Linked DNA regions of Hordeum vulgare: all the other regions are linked to region 1. A link is a contact called in public Hi-C data. All regions are on one chromosome and are shown on one strand. The core of a region is the stretch at or near the end of the contact, and the rest is flanking DNA. Distances in the headings are between cores, read along the strand shown.

The links. A called contact is a pair of places that touch in the nucleus more often than the background predicts.
Region 2: a Hi-C map of leaf shows a contact between it and region 1, with 5 times the contacts expected there. The contact joins the enhancer-like site here to the promoter of LOC123409685 in region 1. A contact is called at or near these places in 3 of 6 Hi-C or Micro-C datasets (leaf and seedling).
Region 3: a contact with region 1 is called in a Hi-C map of seedling, with 3 times the contacts expected there. The contact joins the promoter of LOC123412796 here to the promoter of LOC123409685 in region 1. A contact is called at or near these places in 2 of 6 Hi-C or Micro-C datasets (leaf and seedling) and 1 of 1 datasets of contacts at active chromatin or transcription factors (embryo).

Annotation. Positions count from the first base shown.
Region 1 is chr7H:42,282,822-42,287,511 of MorexV3_pseudomolecules_assembly, forward strand. LOC123409685 (protein HEADING DATE 3A) reads right to left here and starts at 3,095. Exons shown (of 3, transcript XM_045102551.1): 1 at 2,760-3,095; 2 at 2,280-2,341; 3 at 1,341-2,170. The coding sequence starts at 2,960. The coding sequence ends at 1,900.
Region 2 is chr7H:42,457,968-42,462,796 of MorexV3_pseudomolecules_assembly, forward strand. No RefSeq gene overlaps it. Among protein-coding and RNA genes, the nearest start is that of LOC123409685, 170 kb to the left of the region's middle. Within about 2 kb of position 3,079, at least 2 of the 3 cell types and tissues checked have open chromatin away from gene starts, as enhancers often do. A contact at or near this core is called in leaf, where this site is marked.
Region 3 is chr7H:42,094,420-42,098,953 of MorexV3_pseudomolecules_assembly, forward strand. LOC123412796 reads right to left here and starts at 2,687. Exons shown (of 1, transcript XM_045105739.1): 1 at 2,112-2,687. The coding sequence starts at 2,603. The coding sequence ends at 2,256.

The DNA of each region.
Region 1 (4,690 bases), core at 1,845-4,344:
GAAATCATGATTTTTTCCTTTGCTGAATATATTTTCGAAATCTTATAATATGCAAACAGTTTTTAAAAATCATGAACATATTTTTAATCCATGAACGTTTTATGATTTTCTAAACCTTTTTTTGAATTCTCGAACATTTTCTGATTTCATGAACATTTTTTTCAAAACCCACAACTTCTTAAATTTGGAAAATGCCAAAATAATTTAATAAAGAAAAAACAAATCAAATTAATAAAATATCAACACATGGGCCAGTCCATGAAAGTGATGAGGGAGGAGAAGATGCATGCTTGCTGCTATAAGAGAGAAAAGGGGGAAGAAAAAGATGAGAGTACCAGGGATCGAATCCTGGTCTCCCGTGTGGCGCGTTGCAGTGTTAATGTATCATTGTATAAGAACATAACATGACGGCGATTTTTAAAATCCGGAAAACAAATCTTTTTTGGCTTACGGATGGCATTGATGGATAATTTTTGTCAACTACAGAAGCAAATTTAATGACGCACAGAGTAGAGCAGTGGTAGAAAAAGGCGGTTGCTACAACATACGGTGAATCTTGGGTCCTGGGCGTTGAAAAAAGGCGGCTGCTGGGCCCGCCAATCAAGTGCGCCAAAGATTGATGCTGTAGCAGGTGGCCAGGAATAATAACATCTTTACATGTGTAGATAATTGTTTTCATTGACTCCAGATAAATAGCAGAACACAAGGATCAAGTCTACTTTGCTTTAAGCCTGGAAGCCCTATACTTCACCGAGAGACAAGATGAGAGAGGAGGAGAGGAAGCTGAGGGACAAGAGCTGTTAAATCCAATCAAGCAAAGGCCTGGAAAGAGTTAAATAGGTCGTCGACATATACTCACCGTCAAAGGATTGAAGCATTTTTTTTGTTGTTGTTGAGATTTTTCTTAAACAAAACAAAATATTTACGGTTTTCATTATTTAAGAGGACAAATCGTTAAGATAACAAACCCGATCGAGGCCCATGTGCCACGGATACAATAACAAACACCTACTCCCCCGGCATTAGAGAACTCAAATGTCTTTGAGATTGACATGCACTCCGGTGTAGTACAACCCCAAGTGCTGATGATGAATCGGTTTATATATATATGCACTTTCGCTGCTGGGGAAGCAAGATACTATTTGGAACTTTGAAAGATATTTGGGAAGCATGATACAATAAGATATTTCTGAAACCTAGGACGGCAGACCGTGGAACTCAACTGAAAGAGACGCCACCTAGTTAGCATATTATATATACTACACACAGATACGATGGGCGCACCAGACATTAATTAATATTGTACATCAAAACATCACTGAGAAGTCACACCAGTCTCATGCATAACTTGACACATTTAATTATATATTGCCATAATCATGTGGAAATTGTACAAGACCCAACACATGCATGTGCCTTGCTACTGCGCTAAGTGTGTGCATAGCACTGTGTCTTGTAGCAGTCACTGTCAATTAGAGTACATGTTTGTCTCCCATGCATAACTATATGATTGACTGATGTTCATGCACCGCATAATTGAACACACAAGACAAACCTGCATATATGTACCAGGTACCTCTAAGTTGCACATATAGCGTGTAGCTCCTCCAATATTGTGTGTTGTATACTATTGGCATCAGTTTATTGCAGACTATATATATAGAGCAACACCAAGGCATTGAGCTAGGGTTCATGGGGCCTTAATATAATAATTAGTCTTGCTATGCATACATGCATATATAGGATATATGCAGTGTATGTGTTGCCAATATAGATATAATTTAATTAATGCTTAATTCGTGGCTGGCTTCTTATCACAAACCATATATACTACTAGTAAAGTAGCCACGTTGGATAATTTGGTGACTTGGCGGCCAGGTGGCGTGAGCGGTGAGTAGGTCAATTGTACATCCTCCTGCCGCCGGAGCCGGCCTCGCGCTGGCAGTTGAAGTAGACGGCGGCAACGGGCTGGCCGAGGTTGTAGAGCTCGGCAAAGTCCCTGGTGTTGAAGTTCTGGCGCCACCCGGGGGCGTACACCGTCTGCCGCCCCAGCTGCTGGAAGAGCACGAGCACGAAGCGGTGGATCCCCATGGTTGGACGAGGGCTCTCGTAGCACATCACCTCCTGCCCGAACGACGCCCCAGTTGTACCCGGGATATCTGTCACCAACCTGCACACACATGTACGTACACACACACACACACATGAGCTAGTCCGCTAGTGTATATCGATCTAGGGAAAAAGAAATCATTCAACTGAGTAACAATTACTGTACTTACCAGTGGAGATACTCTCTAAGGTTGGGGTCGCTAGGACTTGGAGCATCTGGGTCTACCATCACCTGCAGGCAGTATAAAGCATGCACATATCATGATCAGCACCAGCGAGAGTACGTACATAAGCTGATAAGCATATATGTAAAGATCGAGCGAGCATTAGTCATGTGATTGCAGAAGCTCCTATATATGATTAATGTTCCTGGAACGAATTGAAAAGAAAGCATAGAAAAATCATGATCAATAATACCAGAGAGCACAGAAAAATGGTACGTAGAAAATCATGTGCTTGCTAATTAACACAAATTACACGTGATGAACAGAAGCATCGAAAATCAATTTCCATCGAATAGAGAAGAAGCATCGAAAAGGGACGTACGTACTAGCTAGAGAGAGCCCGATCGTGCATGTGCGTGTGGTGAGCACTTTCAGTTTCAGAGCTAAATTAAAATTTGCATTAGATAGTGGTGATTGTGTACGTACGAGCGTGTAGAAGGTCCTCATCTCATTGCCGCCCACCTCCACCCTCGGCTGCTGGGCGACCATGGACGGCTTGAGCTCGCAGCCGTTGGACACGGCCCTGTTCCCGAAGGTCACCCTGAGGTTGGTGGTTCGGACGAAGGGGTCCAGCACGTCCCCCACAACCCTGCCGACAACCAGCGGATCCCTGTCCCTCCCGGCCATTTCTCCTTCCTTCTTAGAACAGATGGATCGGTTAGCTAGCTAGGGTATGAGGGAGCAAGCAGGGGTTCTCTGCAGAGAGCAGCAATGTAAGCTGTGAACTGAGGAGGTGGTGAATGGTGATGATGAGTGTTGCCCCGCGGCGGGTGGCCACTTTATATAGGGCCGAAAAGCAAGCTCAGCCTGGCAGTGGCAGGTTCCATGTCCATGTACAACACCAGTTCAGCTGCTGCTCTCCGCTCTAGTCCTTGGCGCTGCCAAGCTGGCGTGGCAACGGAATCTCGTCGTCCCTCTCGGTTGAATTGGTTCTGCCTTCTGTGGACGTGGTTCAATCGCCAGAGCTTTTGACCCCCCACAGGCAGAAGCGAGACCGATGGATGGATCTGTCTGCCGTAATAAGCTCCTGATCATGATCACCACGCTAATGGTGGTTTCTAGCTAGGCCGTGTCTGCTGGGGCGTAGGTTTGCGTTGCGTCCGGGGCTCTGCGCCGACCGGCGGCCACGCCGTGGCCGGCCGGCAAGCGGGCACCGGGAATGTCTGCCAATTAGCTCTAGCGCGAGACGACGGCGACCTGGGTGCATGCTTCCTTGGCTCGATTTGATGTAAGCTTCGATCATCAGCTGCTGCCGGCCGTACCTGGCCAGGTGTCGATTGGCGGCATAAATCCCGCCTCTTTCACGTGCACGGTGACGACGGGCAGGGACAGCAAGATCACACAGACTCGGCCGGGTTGTACGGGAGAGATGAGATGATTGGAGAGCAGGGTTATTCTTTCTGCTGGGGGCTCTGGCCTGGGTGTGTGCGTGGTCGGAAAGGATGAAGAAGACGGACTTTCCCGAAATGTTAGCTTACACGGGACGCGGCGGCCATATAAGGAAAAAGGCCGCCACGATCATTTTCCTGCGAGAATATATAAATGCCCGGCCCGCCTCAAGGACGAAATGATGCTCCACTTGTCCCTGGGCTGAAATAAACTCTCTCCAAAAAATGATATATCCCCGCTTTTGTTGCCTGGTTTCAACTCCAACACATCGATCTGAATGGGTTGCTTCACCTCTTGTTCGTTTGGATCGGTTGCCCGTTCGACATCCCTTCAATTTAAGATTTGAATCGGCAGTGCGTACAACATCCACAGTCCATATTTGTCGGGTGGCCTGCTGGTCGTCTTTTAAAAAAAATGCACATATTTTGCATTATTAAACAAGCATACATATAGATAAATAGCATAGTTTCACACCAAATAAAGCAGAGTTTTCAAATAAATAATATAGTTTTACAAATTGAATAAAAATTAAATTGTCTTAAATACATACAAAAAAGATAAATCTATTGGTTGTCAACATGAGCTCATATATACTCAACCAAATTATTTTGCAACTGCATGTGAGTTTTTCAATCATGCATTTCATAACGAAATTGAACGAACTGTTCAAACATTGCCGCTCCTCCATACTCAGACACAACATTCTCATCCTGAAACTAAAACCCTTGATCGTAGATACATTCCGAACACTCATCTTCTACGATCATATTGTGCATAATCACACAAGCTGCCATCACATTCCACAGCTTCTTGGTGCTCCAAGTCCTAGCAGGGTACCGAACGATGCCCCATCGAAATTACAAAACACCGAAGGCACGCTCAACGTCCTTCCTAGCACTCTCTTGCTCTTGGGCAAATCTTTTCCTTTTTTTCTCCGACACGGTTGGAGATTGTCTTCACAATAGTGG
Region 2 (4,829 bases), core at 1,829-4,328, 180 kb after region 1:
AACTATTTAGAGATGGTCGTGCTTCCCCGCAAAAAAAAAGGAGATGGTCATGCGGACTTGTTCAAAACAATTTGGATGACGGTTTAATGCATTAGTGTTGTATGTAAGATCTATTGGTTGTTGCCGTATGACTTTTACCTTCTTATAGTGCACTTAATAACGTTGCAATAAAATGTTTGTGTGCGTCAATTAATGTAATGGATGGGTGTAAAACCTCCCATTCGAAAAATAAAGTTGCACGAGACGAGTTGCTATGAATCATTGTAAATTCCATGTGTTTGCAGAACTCATGGCATTGGGAAGATCACTATCATGACCTCGTGGGTTTTCGCCGAAAGGGTTTTCCACGTGAAGATTCGATGGCGATGACCATTGCTAGTATTTATTTTAGTCTTTATTTCCTGATGATATCTAACATTTTCTCATGGATGGAGTACTCAAGTTTTTGGCATTAGTTTTCTCGTGTGATTCACGCCTCTTGTTGGCTCCTATGTTTAGCAATGATTCTCACCGTGCCCCATGTAGATTAGGTTTAGGTTTACGCACAGGTGCGCATAAACAGTTTGAAGACAACCTATTCAAACTTTTACTATAGTTTACTTTATTTTTTGCTACCAGCGCATTCTCGAACTGTACTTAAGGAAAGCAAATTAATATGAACATACAACTAATTGCTGGTTTTCATGTTTTGCACTCAACCCTTTTTGAACAACCCCTATAAGGCGTCAATCCTAGTACTTACAAACACATTGTTGGTAATGTAAGTAAATTGACTGTATTTAGTTCGCTAAAAATAAATTAGAGTAACCAAAAGTCCCATATAGCATTTCAAACATGTCAAACAAAATTCAAATCTACGACGTTGCAATTGTAATCTCAGTCATTGGAAATTTTGACAATGCAACCAAACATTATGATACAACTTTCCCAGATGACAAAGAAAGGGCACTTGGATCAAGCCAGATCTAAATCCTTCAAACCGTTGGACAGTAGGATATTACCATGAGAATCAGGTTGCATTTGCACGGCCTCCAACAGGGGGATCTTTTCCTGAGTTTGCACGGCCTCCAGCGGCCAGTAGGATCTGTATCGTCACTGCATTTGCATGGACTGCAGCGCCCGGAAGGATCTTTATCTGTGCATACGCATGGCCCTGGGGATATCTTTTTCTTCCTGGAGGATAACACGGGCCACTTTGCATGCAACTTGCAGTCCCGCTCTTTCAAGGAAATACTCCTGCTTGTGGAGCCAGAACTTCGAGAATGAAGAGATGTGTAGACGTTTCCATGTCATTGCCACCACGATTCTCCTGTCCCTCTCCCCCACGAGCAGCGATGACGTAGCCCAAATTTCAGACATTTTTTTGCTAGTTCTAAATGTTTCTACCCTAGATTAATTACTTGTCTCTTACTTATGTTTAGAAAGTGTATATAAAGTATCATCGTGGAAAAAAAATGCATTGTAAGACTAAGACATACGGGTGGGTTGATAATTCACTGTAAATTCTCGTGTTTGTAACATCTCTTCCGTAGTAGTGAAGATCTCCGCCCTACATTTTCCGAAAACTATTTTCCACATGAAAACTGTGTGTCTCTTGTTATTGATTTACTTACTATCTATTGATATCTACTCCCTCCGTTCCTAAATATAAGTCTTTTTAGAGGTTTCACTAGGAGACCACATACGGAGCAAAATGAGTGAATCTATAATCTAAAGTATGTCTATATACATCCATATGTATTTCCCTAATGAAACATCTAAAAAGACTTATATTTAGGAACGGAGGGAGTAATATTTTTGGCTCTGGTAAGGTCCCGACATCTTCAAACCCCACATATGCCCTCTTTATTTAGTACGTCATGATGATGCAGAGGCCGCGGTCCTCCACTTTTCGAGATAAAAAAGAAAAGAAAAATTGATATCCAATATTTTCTCGACGATAGGCTACTCAAATTTTGAGCATCCAAATTTTCCATTTGATTTGTGCCCCATGTGACTCCAATAGCCGTCGACGAGATTCTCAGCCACTCCCCGAGATTAAGTTTGGTACCTAGGTTTGCTTGAATGGTTTCAAAATGTTGTTCCAGATTATAGCCATGTCTTTGCAAAAAAACACTCAAGGGACAGAACAGAGAGGAGTATTAAATAAGAGAGGCATGTTATCTCGATCATTGTATTATTCATTGGTAGCATGGTATGTTTTTGCTAAATGATATGATATTTATAGCTGTAACATGCCATTATTGGCTTATTTCACGTGGAGTAATTGAGAATCTTCTCTTATTCTCCCCACATCATCTAATGATTAGTTATAGCGCTTGACTTGCAAGTTTCATGAAATACTCCCTTTGGGTAACATATGTTTGTGCAAATATGTCAATCTTACTGTTTAGAAACACTTTGTTTCGGTGAAAGGATACTAACTATATATTGTACTAAAGCTACGCCAATTAATTTGAATTGGTGGGAGTAGTTTTCTTTTTTGCTATTTACTCCCTAGAGGAAATTAAATGGCGTGAAAATTATGTAGCATTCCAAAAGTCAAATCCATCATTCGAACTCTTGCCGATCGAAGAGAACATTCACTACGGGAAAAACACATGTTGTCTAGTATTTTCGTATAAACTTACTGTTATCTCTAGTTTACTCGGCTTAGCATAGTACTCCCTCCGTTCCTAAATATAAATCTTTTAAGCGATTTCAATAGGTGTCTACATACGGAACAAAATGATTGAATGTACACTCTAAAGTATGTCTATATACATCCGTATATAGTCCACTAGTAAAATCTCTACAAAGACTTATATTTAGGAACGGAGGAAGTATATTGTTTAACTGGTTTTTAAATTTAAATCAACTTTCCGAGATGACAAAGAAAGGGCACTTGCTTGGATCGAGTGGATCTAAATCCTTCACGCCGTTGGACAAGGAGATGTTACCGTGAGAATCAGATTGTATTTGCACGGCCTCCAACGGGCATGATCTTTTCCTGCGTTTGCATGGCCTGCAGCGGCCGGGGGATCTTTTATCTCTGCATATGCATGGCCACCAGGAGCATATCTTTTTCTCCCTGGAAGATAACCGGCGCCACTTTGCTTGCAACTTGCACAGCTGTTTCAACGGAAATACTCTCGTGTGTGGAGACAGAACTCCGACAAGGCGAGAAAGATAACGACCGGGCACGTGCACGCTTCAGTCACTTCTCACGCTTCCAATCCTCCTCCTATTGGTCCTGTTTGGATACTCTAACTTGGCTAGAGGTTAGAGTTAGTTTCTAACTTTAGTCTAACCATAAACTAACTCTAGCCTTTGGTGATGTTTGGATGCAAAGGTTAGTTTGACAATAAATACACCTTTTTCAATCATGTGTCTCTTTTAACCAGGATTTGTTGTGGCAAGCTCTTGTGTAGGCCTGGTGCAGGTGTATGGAGAAGGATGTAGAGGATCTAATGCGGTTAAAATATTATTATTTTTACTTGTCCATCCTCAACTAGCTCCAATTAGCACCTCTTCTCAGGGCTAGTTTTTTTGATGGGTTAGTTTGCATCTAACCCAAACTAGCCCATGTGTTTGGATACTTTGAGAGCTAGTTCAGCTCAAACTAGCTCAAACTAGCTCTAGCACTGGGATCCAAACAGGGCCATTGTTCCACTTCTCACGCTTCACGGCAATAATATATCTCACTTATTATAGCAGTTAATACCGGAAATTGCTTTCGCACGCCGAGCTCTATGAAGGCCTTTAAATATAAACTTGAAGTTTCATAAAAATTGATATTTTAATAGTTCAAAAAATTCTGAAAAAAATACATAGATATATTAAGGTATGATACACAAGTGTGTAAATTTTCAGAACTAAATACGTTGAAAGGAGGGCTATGCAAAAAAGACAAATCTGAAGTTTCTTAACACATGACACTATTCATCTTTCTAGACCATGAATTTGTCTTTTTTATACAGGTCGCGTCTTAAAATATTTTGATCTGAAATTTTACACACACACGGATTACATACTTGTTTAGTTGTATATTTTCTTTTTCAGATTTTCTGGAACCAAAATTTTTGATTTTTTTTTTCAAAAAATTCGGCCTCATGGCTCTGGAAGCCAAACGTCCGTTCTCAGTTAATACAATATATATTAATACAATAGTATACGAGTAGTATACAAGTAGTATTTTTCTACAAATGGACCCGTTTTTACTACTCCCCGTTTCTAAATATAAGTCTTTTTAGAGATTTCACAAGGAGACTACATACAAAGCAAAATGAGTGAATCTATACTATAAAATGTGTCTATATATATATCTGTATGTAGTTCCTTAGTGAAAACCTCTAAAAAGACTTATATTTAGGAACGGAGGGAGTAGTATTTTTTGTTACAACCTAATTAATGAGTTGAAATCACACTTTTTTTGACAACGACAGTCACATCTCGCTATATGTAAATCTAGGATTATTACTTTTATAAAGCATTAACACAAAGCTCATTTTGTGATTACTGGCGCAGTTTTCCAGCCTAATAATTGATCTTTGTAAAAGTCAAAATTTCTGATTGGTCAAACCGAAAAGGTTGAGGAGTAATATAAACGCGCGGCGGCCGGGTGGGGGGAGGACTGAGCGAGGGGCGGCCTGCTGGGGAAGTTTTGGAGGACTTGGAGGGTTGCTGCAATCTGAGAATGAGATGATGGCCCGAGCCCCCCGTTAGGCTGTGCTCGAAAGGCGGCGTTGGTGAATCTGGCCGTAGTCGGGTGAATCTACAGCGGTGAACTTCTACAGTGCCCCTACGTGGCTAGGCCACCAAAGAAGAGGCCCGAGTCCCGTTAGAGCAAC
Region 3 (4,534 bases), core at 1,437-3,936, 190 kb before region 1:
CATGGAGGCAACATTGCCCAAAATAAAAGCTTCCCTGCTCTGCACTTGTCTCAGGCCTTGTATAATGCTAGATGTTTAAGGAGGTGTTTAGAAAAATAAACTGGATTTTTCTGAAGCATGGTGCTTATTTCTACGGAAGAGACGCCTAACTAAACGTCTATCCTGGATAAATAAATACCGATGTTTAAAAAACCTGATTTATTTCTCTAAACATTTTCCCTAAGCATCTTGCATTGTACAAGGCCTTCCTGAATGATGCTTGATCCAACGGTTTATTCCAGACGAAATCTAGGAGAGCACAAACGTAGATTGCTGAGGTGCCTTGGTTTGTCTTGCCGTTGGTGCTAGTTCTATTTTAGTGTATGATTTTCCAGTTTTATCCCAGTGTTCTCTTGGTATTCTTTTCCAACAGTATGACGACAAAGCAACGGCTTGAGCAACCTTTGAGGTTTATTGTAGCTTATGCATGTTTAGTCTTTTGTATGCTTCTTTCTCCAGATATTTGGAGGGAAGTCGAGATGCAAATGATGGAGATGGAGACGACGACTTGGGAGGACTAAACTACAACTTCCATTTCATTTGGTTTAGGAAACATTAAAATAGACCGGTAGGGAAGGAAAAACTAGGGTGGAAACCAAGCTGAGATCAAATATTCTTCCCTGCAAAGATAGATGGCACATGCTAGGCCCAAATGAGCACTTCGCGTGGCGTGGCTCATGGCAGATGCTGGCCATTCGAGGGATGTCAGGTGTGTCCTGGGGCACCGGAAACTATTACGTACATCCGGACGGATTGTCCTTTTTCTGCCACCGTGTTGTATCATGTGAAATGTTGGACATGCAGAAGCACACTGAGGGCTTTTATTCATATTTTAATATTTCAAAAAATTCTGAAAAAAAATACATAGATGAAAGTATAATGCATAAGTGTTTAAATTTTTAGAAATAAATACTCCCTCCGTTCCTAAATATAAGTCTTTTAAGATATTTTACTAGTAGTCTACATACGGAGCAAAATGAGTGAATCTACATTCTAAAGTATGTCTATATACATCCGTATGTAGTCCAGTAATGAAACTTTTTTAAAGACTTATATTTAGGAACAGAGGGAGTACGTTCAAATGAGGGCTATGCAAAAAGACAAATCTAAGGCATTTTAACGCATGATAGTATTCATCCTTCCGGACCATGAATTTGTCTTTTTTGTACAGGTTGCGTTCCAAAGTATTTCGGCCTGAAATTTCACACACACACACGAATCACACCCTTGTTTAGTTGTACAGTTTTTTTTAGACTTTTAAAAACCAAAAATTTCGAATTTTGTATTTTTTTCAAAAATTCCAGCCTCCATGGAGGCCGGGTGCCAAAACGCCATTCTCATGAGCTACCCGCAATCTAGAATAAGTACAAAAATGAGCTAAACCAGACAAGCCAAACTATGGTGCAATCAAAAGTTATTAAGAATGAACTAACTCGATTAGCTAGTTTAATAGAAGAAGAAATTCTGAACAGAGGAGACCAAAATTGATATGGTCAAGCAGCACTCAGGGAAAACAGATAAGGGGAAACCAAAAATATGACCATGCCATTTCCCTTTTAGAAAACCTTGCAAGCATGGCAGAATCCTACATCCTTCGGCACATGCTACCCCTAGGTAGCTTCAATACAACTGTACTGGAAATGTTTTCTTTTAATAGGATGGCTCAATGTTGACCTGGGATAAAAGACGGCTCAAGGTTGTTCTGAAAAAAGTTGGCTTGGGGTTGTTCTTCAAAAAAAGATGGGTCAAGGTTGTTCTTCAAAAACAGAAGTTTCAGGCTACCGCCGTTTCATATTCAATTGTCCTATATAGAAAGGGTGGTTCATGCTAAACAAAATGCATTTCACTGCAACCCCAATCCTACGAGATGACTGCTCTCAATCTCTAACATCAACTCGCCATCATATAATGTTCCCTACTCAGAGTTCATCCTCGAGTCGCTACACTCTGACTGAAAGCATGCCTAATTCAAGATACAGCCAGCAGTCACTCCAATCCAAGTTCCCACTTCATCTCCTTCCAGATCAATTTCATGCAGAGAACCTTACAAGATTACATGCGAAGATGGTATAGTACTCTGAAACTTAAGAACCGTTGTTCAGTACAAGAGCCAGATGTCTGAACTTATTCCCCAAACAGAGTAACATGGACACACGACCACCGCCATGCCATCCTTACGAGTACAAAGTAGCAGGGATCCAGGAGAAAGCTTACCCTCAGAAATCGGAGCAGCGGCCGCCGCGCTCCCAGTCGCCGTAGCGGGTGGGCTCGGGCCCGCGCGGGCCGCCGATCTCGCCCGTGGCCTCGTTTATGTCCAGGCCGCCGTCATCCTCCTCCGCAGCCTTCGTGGCGCCGGAACCACCACCGCCCTGCGCCTCGTCTGCCTCCTTCACGGCGCTCTGGGCTTCGCCCTTCTGGGCCGCAGCGGCCGGCGGCTGATCCGCGGGGGAGGCGGAGCTGGAGAACGCGGAGCGGAGGAGCGGCGAGGGGGCCGGCTTGGAGAGGCGGGAGAGAGCGGGGGCGGACGCGGAGGCGAGCCGGCGGAGGTGGTGGTTGGCCGCCATGGTTTTGGTCTGGCCTGCGTTGCTTGAGTCGAGATCGCGGCGTGTGCTCGCCGGGTCAGAAGACGGCTCGTGCGCTCGGGGGCGGTGCGCCCGTGCGCGGTGCCCACGCTGGCCACGTCGCGTACGGGCTGGCCTCGTGCATACACCAGTTCGGCCCAGGTAGAGATTGTACTGGCTCAGGTATGCTCGAAATCACTAATGGTAGAGTTTTTTATTCAAAGGTCCCTCCCATATTTTCAGGTTGGCGTACTGCATCCGTGTTACTTATTATAACCTGCAAATTTTATTTATTTCATAGATTTATTACTTCTAAACATTTTATCTCATAGATTGTGCTTTCAAATCTTGAATCGTTTTCACCATTGAATTTCTGGCTTCGAGATATTGAAAAATAGATGTCATGTTGATAGGTTTTGACTAACTTTCTTTTTCAGAAAAAAAATCAAACGAAAAAATGTTCCTCTTGAGTTTTTTTCGTTTTCGAAAGAGACACGGCCATGCCTCTTGCAGAAGCAAATCCGCGTCTTCCGGAAAAAATGCATTTTTTTATTTTCGCGAGAGGCATGGAAGCAAAATTGTGCTTCTCGAGAAAGAAAACAAATGTGTTTATTCGTTTTCGTGAGGCACGTTCGTGCCTCTCACGGAAGCAAATCTGTGTCTCCTGCTAAAGCAAACTTATGCTTCTCGAGAAAGAAAAAAGAAAGAAAACTTTTTTTTTTGTTTCGAGAGGCATGCCCGTGCCTCCTACAGAACCAAAACCATGACTCTCGAGAACAAAAATGTATTTCTCACGCAATTTTTAATTTTTTGTTTGTACAAAAGCTAAGAAAGTCCTATGAAAAATCAAAACACCGACAAAATACAAAAAACCCATCTGAAAAGCCAAAAACAGGAGCAAAAATTAAAAAATATATAAATTTGAAGGAAGCTCCCATAAGGCGACACATGACGATGACTAAGAACGCACCATGACCCTTGGAAGGCCCTCGAAGGAGCGCTCCTTAGATGGTTGCTCCTAGGTATGTCTCGCTTGTCTTCAAAAAAGGTTGTGTCTCTCTTATTGATTCTGAGAGAGCGAGACATGGTTCCATTCGACTCCCTAAAAAACCTCCATTGGATTGGTAGAAAAGGGGCTCCATTGGACCCTTATAAAAAGGATCGTGCTAGGCGCCGGCCGACCGAGCGAAAAGCCCAGCTAGTCACGCGTAAGCCCTCTAATCTCGCTCCCCTAGCTTATGGATGCTTCCTTTCCCAATCACGATCTTCCCTCGTTTGGTCAACACACGAAAAAAATCCTCGAGTCTGTGGCCCCGAACGATGCAAGCGCCCATGCCCTCCGGCCATCACGTGTGCGTTTCCAGTGAGGGCAGCAGTCTCCTGCTTCCCTCATCTTCAACGCTGTTCATCACACCTCCTGCATCATAGCACCATATGCGACTTAAGGCCGCCGCTCGTTTGTCGCGACCCTCCCTATTGTAGCAAGTAGGAATGCCGCCCGCCTCATCTCCTCCTCCTCATGCTTCATTCGCGGCATCGGCCGATCGCAAGGTGCAATGTCCCCCAACGTCTATTTCAGCATGGTCACGGTTGTAGCTTCCGCGGTAACCGGCGTAACTTTTTCTGATTTTCCATGAATGGTGGCCACGAGTCATCGACCTGAATGGCTATAGCGATTTCCGTCGCCGATTGTATCACAATCCGACAATAGTTGAAACAATATTGTCACCGTTGCCATCGCGGGACGCATCGTCAAGGTGGATGGTTGTAACAATTCTCGTAACTGGTTGTAGCAAAAGCCAAAAAATATTATATCAAAATTTTAATAATACATTAATACATTTTTAACATTTCTGAAATATATATTTTAATCTCTAACTTTTTCGTATAAGGATTACATTCTTATATTCTTAAGGAACGTTTTCTTTACAGGT